2 separate regions of the Triticum aestivum genome follow, and region 2 is linked to region 1. Evidence: chromatin contacts called from public Hi-C data. All regions are on one chromosome and are shown on one strand. The core of a region is the stretch at or near the end of the contact, and the rest is flanking DNA. Distances in the headings are between cores, read along the strand shown. Region 1 overlaps LOC123160759 (a long non-coding RNA gene). Region 2 holds the start of LOC123159746 (transcription factor BHLH3).

Evidence for each region. Hi-C and Micro-C count contacts between places; a contact is called where the count stands out from the background.
Region 2: a contact with region 1 is called in a Hi-C map of leaf, with 3 times the contacts expected there. The contact joins the promoter of LOC123159746 here to the enhancer-like site in region 1. A contact is called at or near these places in 2 of 5 Hi-C or Micro-C datasets (both in leaf).

The regions. Positions count from the first base shown.
Region 1 is chr7B:731,850,787-731,856,462 of IWGSC CS RefSeq v2.1, forward strand. It overlaps LOC123160759 (a long non-coding RNA gene), which reads left to right. Exons shown (of 6, transcript XR_006480362.1): 5 at 156-235; 6 at 542-964. Among protein-coding and RNA genes, the nearest start is that of LOC123160759, 5.0 kb to the left of the region's middle. Within about 2 kb of position 1,620, at least 6 of the 8 cell types and tissues checked have an H3K27ac peak or open chromatin away from gene starts, as enhancers often do. A contact at or near this core is called in leaf, where this site is marked.
Region 2 is chr7B:732,053,877-732,059,323 of IWGSC CS RefSeq v2.1, forward strand. LOC123159746 (transcription factor BHLH3) reads left to right here and starts at 1,844. Exons shown (of 5, transcript XM_044577566.1): 1 at 1,844-2,597; 2 at 2,724-2,909; 3 at 3,010-3,180; 4 at 3,321-3,395; 5 at 3,970-4,150. The coding sequence starts at 1,989. The coding sequence ends at 4,098. LOC123159745 (serine/threonine-protein kinase ATR) reads right to left here. Exons shown (of 16, transcript XM_044577564.1): 16 at 1,374-1,467.

The DNA.
Region 1 (5,676 bases), core at 370-2,869:
TCCGGCGAATGTCATCTCCCAGCTCGTGACCTTGCCCCTAGTATTTTTCTTACTATACTAAGCTACAAAAGCTATTTTGTTGATTTTTTTAACTCATGACAGTACTTCAAAGAGAAGTAATTATAATAAATTGTTCCTTCATGTTTTTTTCCCAGAAAGTAGCCTCCATGCTTCTTAAATCTGGGTACTGTTTTGTACAGAAGCTTTCATCTATAGAGAAGCACATCTGTTTCAGGTACATACTATTAAAACTTATGAGCAAGTTTGCTGCAATGATGTTCCACATATATGGTTTGCAGCTCTATCAATTAAATTTGGTGCCAACTTTTTGTACAATTCTGCGACTTATAGTTTCACCCAACTATTATGTGATGAATTTAGAGGGATGGAGGTAAGGTTTGGCCAAGTTAATTTGAGAAACTAAGATGCCGAATAGGTTCTTACTATATCACATATCAATGGTCCTAGTTCTTGCAATCGTACTTTTTGCAATTGACATTTGACATAAAATGTACAACCTCAATGAGTCCTTTTTTAACAGATTGATGAGTCTATTTCGTGCAGGCTAATCTGAAAAAGAAGCCAATTCAAGCTGTAGTTGACTAACAAATGGGTCATGTTTTTCATATGTAGTTGACGAACTTATGTGTTATTAGATGTGCTCTTAATACTTTGTTGTATGCAAATTAGACGGATTGTGTTGGATGACCGGCTCCTGCGTTCGTTTTCACAGACTGCTCCCTCTGTTCGTGGACAAATACGGTGTCCAGTTTAGGTGTCGGTGTTGGAGATGCCCTAAGCATAAAGGATGGGTGAAATCATATGTGGTGTGAGCTAGTCTGGAATAGAGCAGCGGCCAAACAAAGTGTAGTGTCCTAGTCATAACCCGGTGCGGTGCGGTGCCGGGGGATTCTGGTCTGGTACTTCCGTCTTCTGGTGGAGAATATCTGTTGTTGCGTTTGAACCTGAACCTGTTGTTGTTTCTTGCTCCGTAGGCATCTCTTCATTGAACTGGACTTCCTTTCTGGCTGATTGATTTGATATTTTGATTCGAAACAAATGTGCGGTTGTCATGCTATTTCCCGTGTCATGCTATTTCCAGCCTTGTGCCTAGCATCTGCTGCCCCTGGCATTTTGGTGGGGTAAAGTAGAGTAGTTATGTCCCGGCTGTGTTGACGTTCAGATTTTTCAGTCGCATGCATTTACGAACGGGCCGGTAAAACTGAGCTTGTAGTTGTTTCTTGCGTCATTGGGCTCGATCGTGTTCTAGCTAGAAGAAGAAAGAGAAGTTTCCACACACGCACACAGAGATTTGTTCGTGTCGCTTTAGATTTGCAGCAGTAATTCTTTCACACACAGAGATTTTAATGTTTAATTTGTGTGCATGTTTTATTTTAAGCTTATTTTACAAAGTTCACACGGACAAATGTGTCGGTCACTGTTGGACACATTGGCTTGTTCAAACGGATAGATAGCGGACAAAATTCACGATTCGTTCACGCGTCGGAGTTGCTAAGTGCTGCATGAGTGCATGTGCTGTGCTGTGCTGGGGCGATCGAGCATGGATGGTGCACGAGACGGGCACGAGACGATTCTGAGTTGCTGACAAGAGGAGAAGACAGAAGAGGGTCGCGCCTGCCGATCTCTTCCGTGCATGATTGAGGCACCGGCCCCACCCCCACGCACGGAACAGATCCTCGACCGAGCTCTCACGGACGGACGTCGTCGGAGAAACACACAGGCACTGCGATGGGGATATTTTTTAAGGAGGAATGCCTCCTGCCTCTGCATCGGTCGATGCATGTAACCATATTATTAAAAATCAAAACACAGTCTTAACATCTAAATAAGCTCAAAATCCGAACAAAGAAGGAGAAAATAAGTATGTAAAGCGCCACATCTGATAATAAAGCGCCACATCCGGCGATAAAGAACATGCTACGATGCCTACACACCTAGCCTATTATTAACTCGTCATCCAAATCGGCTGAAGATAGCCCGTGCTACTGTGTCCCAGCGGTTGCACCCAATAACCTTAGGCCCCATGTAGTTCGCATGAGTGAGTAACGACCACATACGCATCCAGACTGTACCTCTATAGATAACCTGCAAAAAAAATTGGTGAATGATGTAGTATTAAAAATCATATCATTTCTAGTGTTCCATATTAGCCCGTAATAAAGCACACATCCATATCGAAATATGTTTAGCCATGTGTATGTCTACTCCATTAAGCCACGTCCCAAATAACGTGTTACGATGTGGATGGGATGCACGCATGCGTGGATGCATGGTATCTTCATTTTTCTTTTTGGGAGCCATCTCTATATTTTGATTGAGAAGTTACGCAACACACGTAGCAAAATAAAGATGCATTCTCCTGGCTGGCTAAGTGGCTCGCCGGGTGTCTAGCGACCTGTAGCTAGGGTGAAATGTTTGCCACCGGTGGGTGTTATGTACTCCCTCCGTTTCTAAATATAAGTTTTTTTAAAGATTTTAACAAGAGACTACATAAGGAACAAAATGAATGAATCTATGCTCTAAAATATTTCTGTATATATTTATATGTTGTAGTCCATTTCAAACCTCTAGAAAGAGGGAGTACATGCATGCACATATGTTTGGTCTAGTATAGGATAGATGTCACAGGTTGGCAGGCCGTGTAGTGTGTATGCAGTAAATCGGAGACTTGTTTCTTCGCTCTGCTGTGGTTCGTTTGCTCTTTTTCTTTTGTCTATTTCGTGGGGGCCTAAAATGGCGGTTGATGCGTTCATCATTCACCAGCAACCTACCTATAGTTCATTTGATGTCCTGGCTCCCTCCCTCCCTCTCTCTCTCTCTCTCTGTGCATTTGCTCATGGACCCTCTACCTCTCTCCCTCGGTCCATTGCATCCCGTTTCCCGAGGAAGCCGTGGCGTCTTGCGCTTGTCCTCCTTCCTGCCCAGCTGGTCCTGCCAAGCCGAACTCTCCCTCCGTTTCTCTTTCCTTTCTCATGATGCATGCAATGTGTGATGTATTGTCAGTATGTGTGGACGGCGAAACACGACGGCATGCACGTCCGTCCATCCGTCCGCATCCAACGTCAGGCTGGCTGCTGCCAGCCATCTTCAGGGCCAAACTACCGCCTTCATGCATAGCACGTGGTAGAGCTAGGGAGTAGTATGTCTGAGCGTACGTGACATGCATGGAGCCCGTACACTGCAACAGGGTGAAAAATGTCTGAGCGTACGTGACATGCATGGAGCCACACTGCAACATGCATAGACCTAGGGAGTAGTATATATGTCTGAGTTAGGGAGTAGTGTGTCTGAGCGTATGCTTGATCAAGTTTATAGAAAATTGTATCAATACCTATAATACCAAATAAATAAAATGTGAAAATATGTTTCATGATCATTCAAACAATGGCGATTTGTGTTGTAGGTATTGACTAGCAAAAGAGCCCGTACACTGCAACAGGATGAAAAATATCGCACACCCTTAATCATAATTAGAATGAATCAAGTGTACTATAAGTTCCGATGCAACATAGGCCTCGATTATGGTTTTGTTGAAGGAGGAAGTAGAGAAGTTTGTAATAAGCAGATCAAGAGAGAAAAGGGTGAATTAATTAGCTCAGTCTCGTTTTGGATTTGGAGCAACAAACTTTTTGCGCATCATGTAAAACTTTGTAATAATTTCTTTTGCACACATCTTGTGATATGATTAAGTGGTAACATCTAAAAAAATACGATTACTAGCATGCATGTAATGCTGTCCGGCCGATGAGGATCCCGTTTGAGATGGTGCATGACGGTGACAGTGGGTTGCTTTGGTCCATGTGTCACGTGTCCCATGCCGCCGGAGCAGCGCTCGCGTCTGCCTCCATGATTGAAGTGAACCACGCACGGAACAGATCTCACGGACCGACGCCGTCAGACAAACACATGCACGGAGATGGGGAATGGGAGTAGCCGAGAGAGGGATTGTGAATCCTCCTTTTTAGATTTTGATTGAGAAAGCAAAATAAGATGCATCCTCCTAGGTTGCTAGCTAGGTGCCTAGTTGGTCCACAACCACATCTACGGTGGGTGTTACGTACATGCATGCATGCACATATGTCTCATGTTTGGTCTATCGATCGGCTGTAACACACAGATATATATGTCTGTCACGGGTTGGCAGGCCATGTATGCAGTGCAGTAATAAATCTGAGAGCGATAGTGGGATGGATAGTTTTTTTCCTCTGCTTGCCTTGCGTTGTTGCATGCTTGGGTCATGTTCACCTCGCTCAGCTATGCATCTCCAGGGCCGGCTTTGGCCGTGCATGTGCCCTAGCTCGCTAGCTCGTGCATGCAGTGCAGTGCAGTGAAGTGAAGGGGCGACGCAGTCAGGCAGCACATGAAACATTCCTGCTAAGCCAAGCCCAACTGCTTATAACCTACCTAATACACCTAGTTTCTGTGCGTGTATGTACGTATAATCTGTGTGAGGTCCATCCTTAGCTTTGTATGCTTCCCTCCTACGTTGCACCGATACGGCGACACCGATACGACGATACGAGTACGGCGATACGGGATACGGCAATTTCTAGAAACAACAACACACGATACGGCGGGTATATATAAATAATTAATAAAATGACATGTAATAAAAACAAACATAATAAAATTTCTGAGATGAGATCAAAATACCACCCCATTGGTTGACTCATTGCCTCCATGCCTCTTTTCTTTTCTAGTCTTGAATGATCATCCAGGTCCTCAACTCCTCATGGTGTATGCAAAACAGATCAAGTAATCTACAAGTACTAGCAACTAGCAACCACTCCATGTCCCTGCAGACGCCCAAACATAGCCCCATTCGTAACAACTAACGGGTAGGAGCAACTAGCAAGTAGCAACCACTAATGATTTATGAAGACAAAAAGTTGAATGATGGATCAACTAAAGCAGGCAAGCACTGATTCCAGCCGGCGGATCTACTTGCTTGGTACAAGAGGCAAGCGGCGGCTAGCTTGTTCCAGCCGGCGGCGAGGGGAGTCAACAGGGCAGAGCCGCCGGAGGCGACGATTCCAGCGGCGAGCGACTCCAGCCGCCGCCGGCGGCGGCCAGCTTGCCCTCCTCTCCCCTGTCGTGCGCGTGCGAACAGAGTGACGCGGGCAGGGCATAGGTTAGGGTTAGTACTGGGCTTTCTACTGGGCTGGCGTATCCCAGCCGTGTCGTGGACTCTGTACAGCGCGTATCGGCCTTTTTTTTCTTTTTTTTTAAATCGAAAAAGAGATACTTCGGCGATACGCGTATCGCGGCCGTATCAGCCGTATCGGCGTATTGGCGACGTACAGGACGGGGATACACAGGTTTTGGACGTATCGGTGCAACGTAGCTTCCCTCTCGCTCTGCGTGCATGCTCCGGTCCGAGCCTGTCTCGTTGGGCACCACAGGCCTAGGTCCACAGACCGTCGTAGGCGTCGCGTTTCCCGAGGGAAGCTTTGTCATCTAGCTAGGGCTGGTCATGCCAACTGCCATGCCAAGCGAAGGTACATGCAAAACGCACCGCCATGTGTGTATGATCAATGTATGTGGAGCCATGCAATTGTACTGCATGCATGCAAGCAGCTCGACGATGACGGTCGTACAATCGGCATGCATGTAGGTACGGACGTACTACGTCCGCCCGTGAGCCGCCCAACTGAA
Region 2 (5,447 bases), core at 594-3,093, 200 kb after region 1:
CGACCCACATGCATTAATAGCATGGATTCGAGGATCGGAATTTGCGGTATATGGATGTACGGCGCAACATTTAAGAGATGCCCGATCAGTGTCCACGGACATACCAGCAGGTGTTTGAGAGGCCGGATTTGCTAAGTCTGGCTGTAGATGCTCTAAGTACAGCAGCTAGTTGGTTATCACAGGAGCCCACTTCAATTCAGCGATACACAACCAGTCTTGGAAATAATCACCTTTGGCCCATGAGCCGAGGTGGCAGGCCGAGCCCACGGCCGCGACGCGCCATCTCACCCACAGAATCACACGGATGACCAGAGCGGAGGGGGGGCCCTGCGGCGACGTAGGACACGTGGGGGGCTCACCGGCGGGGGGGCCACGCCGCAGAGTTGCCTCGCGCATGGGCCCATCGCGTCGGTGAGCAGGGGAGCCCTGACACAGTCGCTGCTCCTCACTCCTCCCCCGCAAAGGCGAGGCAGACACGCACGGCACGGTGGGTCAAACCTCGCCACGCTCCACACGGGCCGTGAGTGTAGACTAGCTCAGAACAAGTAATATAATTTGATGAAATCAACTGGTGTGGTCATAGGATTTTATTTTCTAGTACTAGTATAGTTGTGTAGATAGAATTGGTCTGACAATGAGGGGGGATGGAGGTTCGTAGTTTACATTATTCTAGTTTTAGGGGAGGCCACAACTCAGGCTGGTCATAGTGGGGAGTAACTTAGACTAGTGTCTAATCTAAGTTATCATCTTCATAATTCAAAATAACATAATAATAGTATGATGGATGTCTTCATTCAATAACTTGTAGCCTCGTCTTGTCTCGGGAAGCACTATGTTACAGTAACATATTATGTTACCAACTCTCATTAACTACTTGCCACGTAAGCAAATTTTTTTTGAAATGCGTTATGTTACTACCTAAATTACTCCCACTATGACTAGCCTCACGGAGCTGTGAGGTGAGTTAACTTGGAACCCGCCCTTTTCAATGGGGACGGATGGGTAAAAGTCTGTGCCTGACCGCTGCAAGCGCGATGACCGCCCCAGAAAGACGGTTTTGGACCCTTCCCGTTGCCTCCTAGTTACCACTAACCCCACTCGGAATAACATACATAACATTCGTAAAAGTTATAGTATCGGCAGCTTCACCTGTGCCGTACACCACGAGGTAATCAATCACAGTTTAGGATAACAAGCGACATGGCTATTACACAACGGCTGCTTGGCTGCTCACACCAAGATCACACAATCACCTATGCAGCATGTGTTGATGGCGTAGTACTTTGCATTGCATTCTTTCAGGAATAAACCCCCCCCCCCCCCCCCCCCCCCACACACACACACAGACGCAGCACCTGGCCACAATTTTTCTTCAGCGCAATGATGCCCGGCCTTTATTATGTCCAACAGATGGACGCATCATATCTATCCATCCGTCTCCTGTCACGCTTTCTGCCGATTCCCTCCCTGCACATGAGTGTGGCGGGAGGCCATTACACACGAGAAAAGAAAAGAAAAGAGAGAGAGGCCGGAGTACTCCCTCCCTGATTCCCCTGGCCACTGTTATCTTATCTTTCTCACCCCTAGACTAGTGCTAGTACTAGTACTAGTAGTACTGCTAGCTCACAAGCCGCAAGAGTACAAAACCTGGGTTGATTGGGAGCCGCTCGCGTTACATTTGATTAGGTTAAGCCCAGAGGGATGGAAAGGCATGATTCCTTCCCAATCCAATCACATCCCTATGCTCCATGCATGCATGCATGATCTCCCTAATGGAACCCTTCAGCCTACCTTAATGCCACTGCTCACCGTTCATTACCAGGGAGTATATTAATCCCCACTCACCATGGACACCAACACAATACCATCATCATCCTTCCTCCCATCCCCCCCTCTCTCACACAGAGACACATCACTCTCTCCCGTCTCCATCTTTGTCAGAAGGGGAGGCCAAGAAGGAAGTGGAGGAGGAGGGGGGAAGAGGGGCAATGGAGCTGGACGAGCAGGCGTTCTTGGAGGAGCTCTTCTCGCTGAGGAGGGACGCCACGGCGGCGTGGGAGTGCAATGCCATGGGGGACTTCTTCTCGCCGGCCTGCGGGGCCGGCGGCGGCGGCGGCGGCGCCATGGACTGCTTCCAGGAGCGGCACCAGCCCACCGTCAGCGTGCTGCCCACCTTCACCGCCTCCTTCGAGCAGCCGCACCCGCAGCAGCACCAGCATCAGCATCAGCAGGCGGCGGCGGTGGCTTCTGGGGGGTTCGACTGCCTCAGCGAGGTCTACGGCGGCGGCCCCTTCCCCAATGCCGTCGGCGGCGGGTACGGCGAGATGGGGTTTCTCGCCGCGATGGACCCCAAGGCGGCCCTGGCGGCGGAGGGGGCCGGCCTCGGCGCCTGCAAGGTGGAGCCCGGGCTGGCGGCGGCGGCGGACGGCGGCGCGTTCGGCCCGGGCCCGATGGCGGCGCTGCCCCAGGGGCCGGCGTCGAGGAAGAAGCGGGTGGAGGGCATGCCGTCCAAGAACCTGATGGCGGAGCGCCGGCGCCGCAAGCGGCTCAACGACCGCCTCTCCATGCTCCGCTCCGTGGTGCCCAAGATCAGCAAGGTGAAAAAAAGCCCCCTCCTTCCCGATTTCACCGCTGCAATCGACCTCGTCAAAATCTTAATCTTGGGGGTAAATCAAACTGAATGTGCGTTCTTGGTGGGGATTTGTTTTTGGGCGGGCGTGTAGATGGACAGGACGTCGATCCTGGGGGACACCATCGACTACATGAAGGAGCTGCTGGAGAGGATCCGGCGGCTGCAGGAGGAGATGGAGGAGGCGTGTCCGCACCAGCATCCCGGGCCGGCGGCGCCGCTGCTGAGCGTGTTCCGGGAGCTCAACCCCAACGAGATGCTCGCCCGGAACACCCCCAAGGTCAGCAATCTTCTAGTTCCAGGCCGCCCGCCCGCTGCCCTCGCCAATGGAGCAGAGCGCCATTGCTGACTGGGAGACTGACGGAGAGGTGTTGTTGCAGTTCGAGGTGGAGCGCAAGGAGGAGGGCGACACCCGGGTGGAGGTCTACTGCGCGGCCAAGCCGGGGCTGCTGCTGTCGACGGTGGGCACGCTCGACACCCTCGGCCTCGACATCCAGCAGTGCGTCGTCAGCTGCTTCAACGACTTCGCCATGCACGCCTCCTGCTCCGAGGTAACCAACGATGCTTCCGTGCATCCATGGATTCGTCAGCTCACCAGCAAACATGGATGGATGGATTCTTCTTCTTTTTTGAGCCGCATCGTCAGTTCAGTCACTAATCCCAGCTGATTTCGGGTCGTTTCTGGGCGCAGATGCAGAGGGAGATGATCAGCGCGGACGCCATCAAGCAGGAGCTGTTCAAGAACGCCGGCTACGGGGGCGGCTGCTTGTGAGGAAGCACCAGCACCAGCACCAGCACCACCATGAGTCCATGACCGCCATGACCAGCAGCAGCAGCAGGAGGAGGAGGAGGAAGGATAATAAAGTAGAAGTAGAAGTAGGTGTAGCAGTGAGTAGAATTAGCAGTTAGCACTAGTACGAGCAGCCAGCAGTAGCGAAAAGGGGTTGGGCAAAGATTCGGGGTGGGTGGGGGGAGAAGCCTTTTTCGCAGATGATTGATAACCATGTCCGTCGCCGTGATCAAAATTCTCTCCTGTTAGCAACGAAGATCGGCGGGCGGGCGCCTTTCCGGTGAATGATTGGTGAGGGCGATGATCCCCTCGCTCCTGCGCTTTTCCGGCCGTTGTTTAGTGTTTCACCGGCCGTGTTGCTCCTGTTGGTTGACATCGGCGATGCCGGGCGGGCACCAGCGGATGCATACTGTGCTGATGAATCATGCAGCAGCAGAACGCCGTTGCTTGCTTGCTTGCTTTGCATTGCTCACAACCTCACCGGTGATGGCGATGATGCTGCCGCTGAAGAAGAGGACATGGATGGATGGCTGGCCGATTGGGACGTTGCATGGGCATGGGAAAGGAAAGTCTCTCCCCAGTTTTGTTTTCCAATGACGATGGTGATGAAGACGTGCTGGATGGATGGAGAAAAATAGCTTCTCTCCGAAAAAAAAATCCCCTCTCCCTATGTGTGTAAGATGAGGGAAATGATTTCAGCACCTGGAGGGAGGGATCCCTGTTGCTTGACACTGGACAATGTTTCGCACTAAATCAGAGCAACTCCGCGCGCTAAAAACTGATTTGGCGCGCGCCCATCGCCTGGTTTGGCGCGGCGCGCAGCGTTTGCTCCAGCAGGCGCGGTAAAAATGCAGCGCGCACGCTCATTCTAAATATATTTTTTGCATAGATAAAAAAAAACGACACAAGATATTTTACATGGATAATAGATAGTTCGACATACATAGATAGATAGATAGAAACTACTATAGCATACATAGATAGAAACTACTCCAAGTCGCTACCATCACCATCATCATCCTCGTCGGTGTCGTTCGAGGTTGAGATCCATATGTCGTCCCAACGTTCGTCATTCGCGGTGAAGAACGACCGCCCACCTGCTGAAACTATGTCGCACTGCTCGTTCGCCAATGCCTTCCGCTGACGCCGGTCAGCCCGCTCCACGCGGCGCCTTGCCGTCCTCTCCGCCCAGTAGGCGCACTCGTCGGCGACGTCCTCCGGGTGACGACGGCGCCACTCCGCCATGGCTCGCTCGTCCTCCTCGGCGACGAGGAGGCGGCGCTACCGCCGAGCGTGGTCGGCACGGTCCATGTCGGTGATGAGACGCGTCGGAGGGGCGACGCGATGCGCCTGCTCGCACGTGAAGACGTCCCAGAAGTTCATCTGCGACCGGGGCCTGTCCAAGCGCCACGCCGCCGCGTCGTACACGCGGGCCGCCTCCTACGTACTCCGAAACGTCCCAAGGCCGAGCCGGACGTCGCCGGACCGTATCTCGACGGAGTACCAGCCGTTGGGGCGCTCGCGGACGCCGCGATAGCCCGAAGCACCCCGGCGGCGCGATGGCGCGGTGGCGGCGCGGAAAGTTGCGAAGCGGCGAGGTTGCAAGGGAAGGGCGCGTGGTTGTGTGCTGTGCGCGTGGCGAGCGCGGCAATTTATAGGCGCGCCAAATCTACCGCGCCGCATGCCGCTTTCTTCCCCCGCGCGCGGTAAGTTCCCGCCACCGTCGGAGCGCGCGGAACCAGCCGGCGCGCGCTAAAGCCAGACTTTACCGTGCGGGCGCGCCTTTTGCCGCGGCTGTTGGAGATGCTCTCAGCAGCCCCATCCAGCTGTTGCTTCGCGTTGCGTTGCGCCGCGCCTCAGATCTTCACTAATGAAGACATGGGCGCTGCATCGGAGAAAGAAAACTTCTCCCAACATACATTTTATTTTTTTTCCTATAAAGACAAATACAGCGATGATGAAGACATGGATGTTGCATTGGAAAAAAGAAAGTTTCTCCCAATACACAATTTTCTATAAAGACAGTTA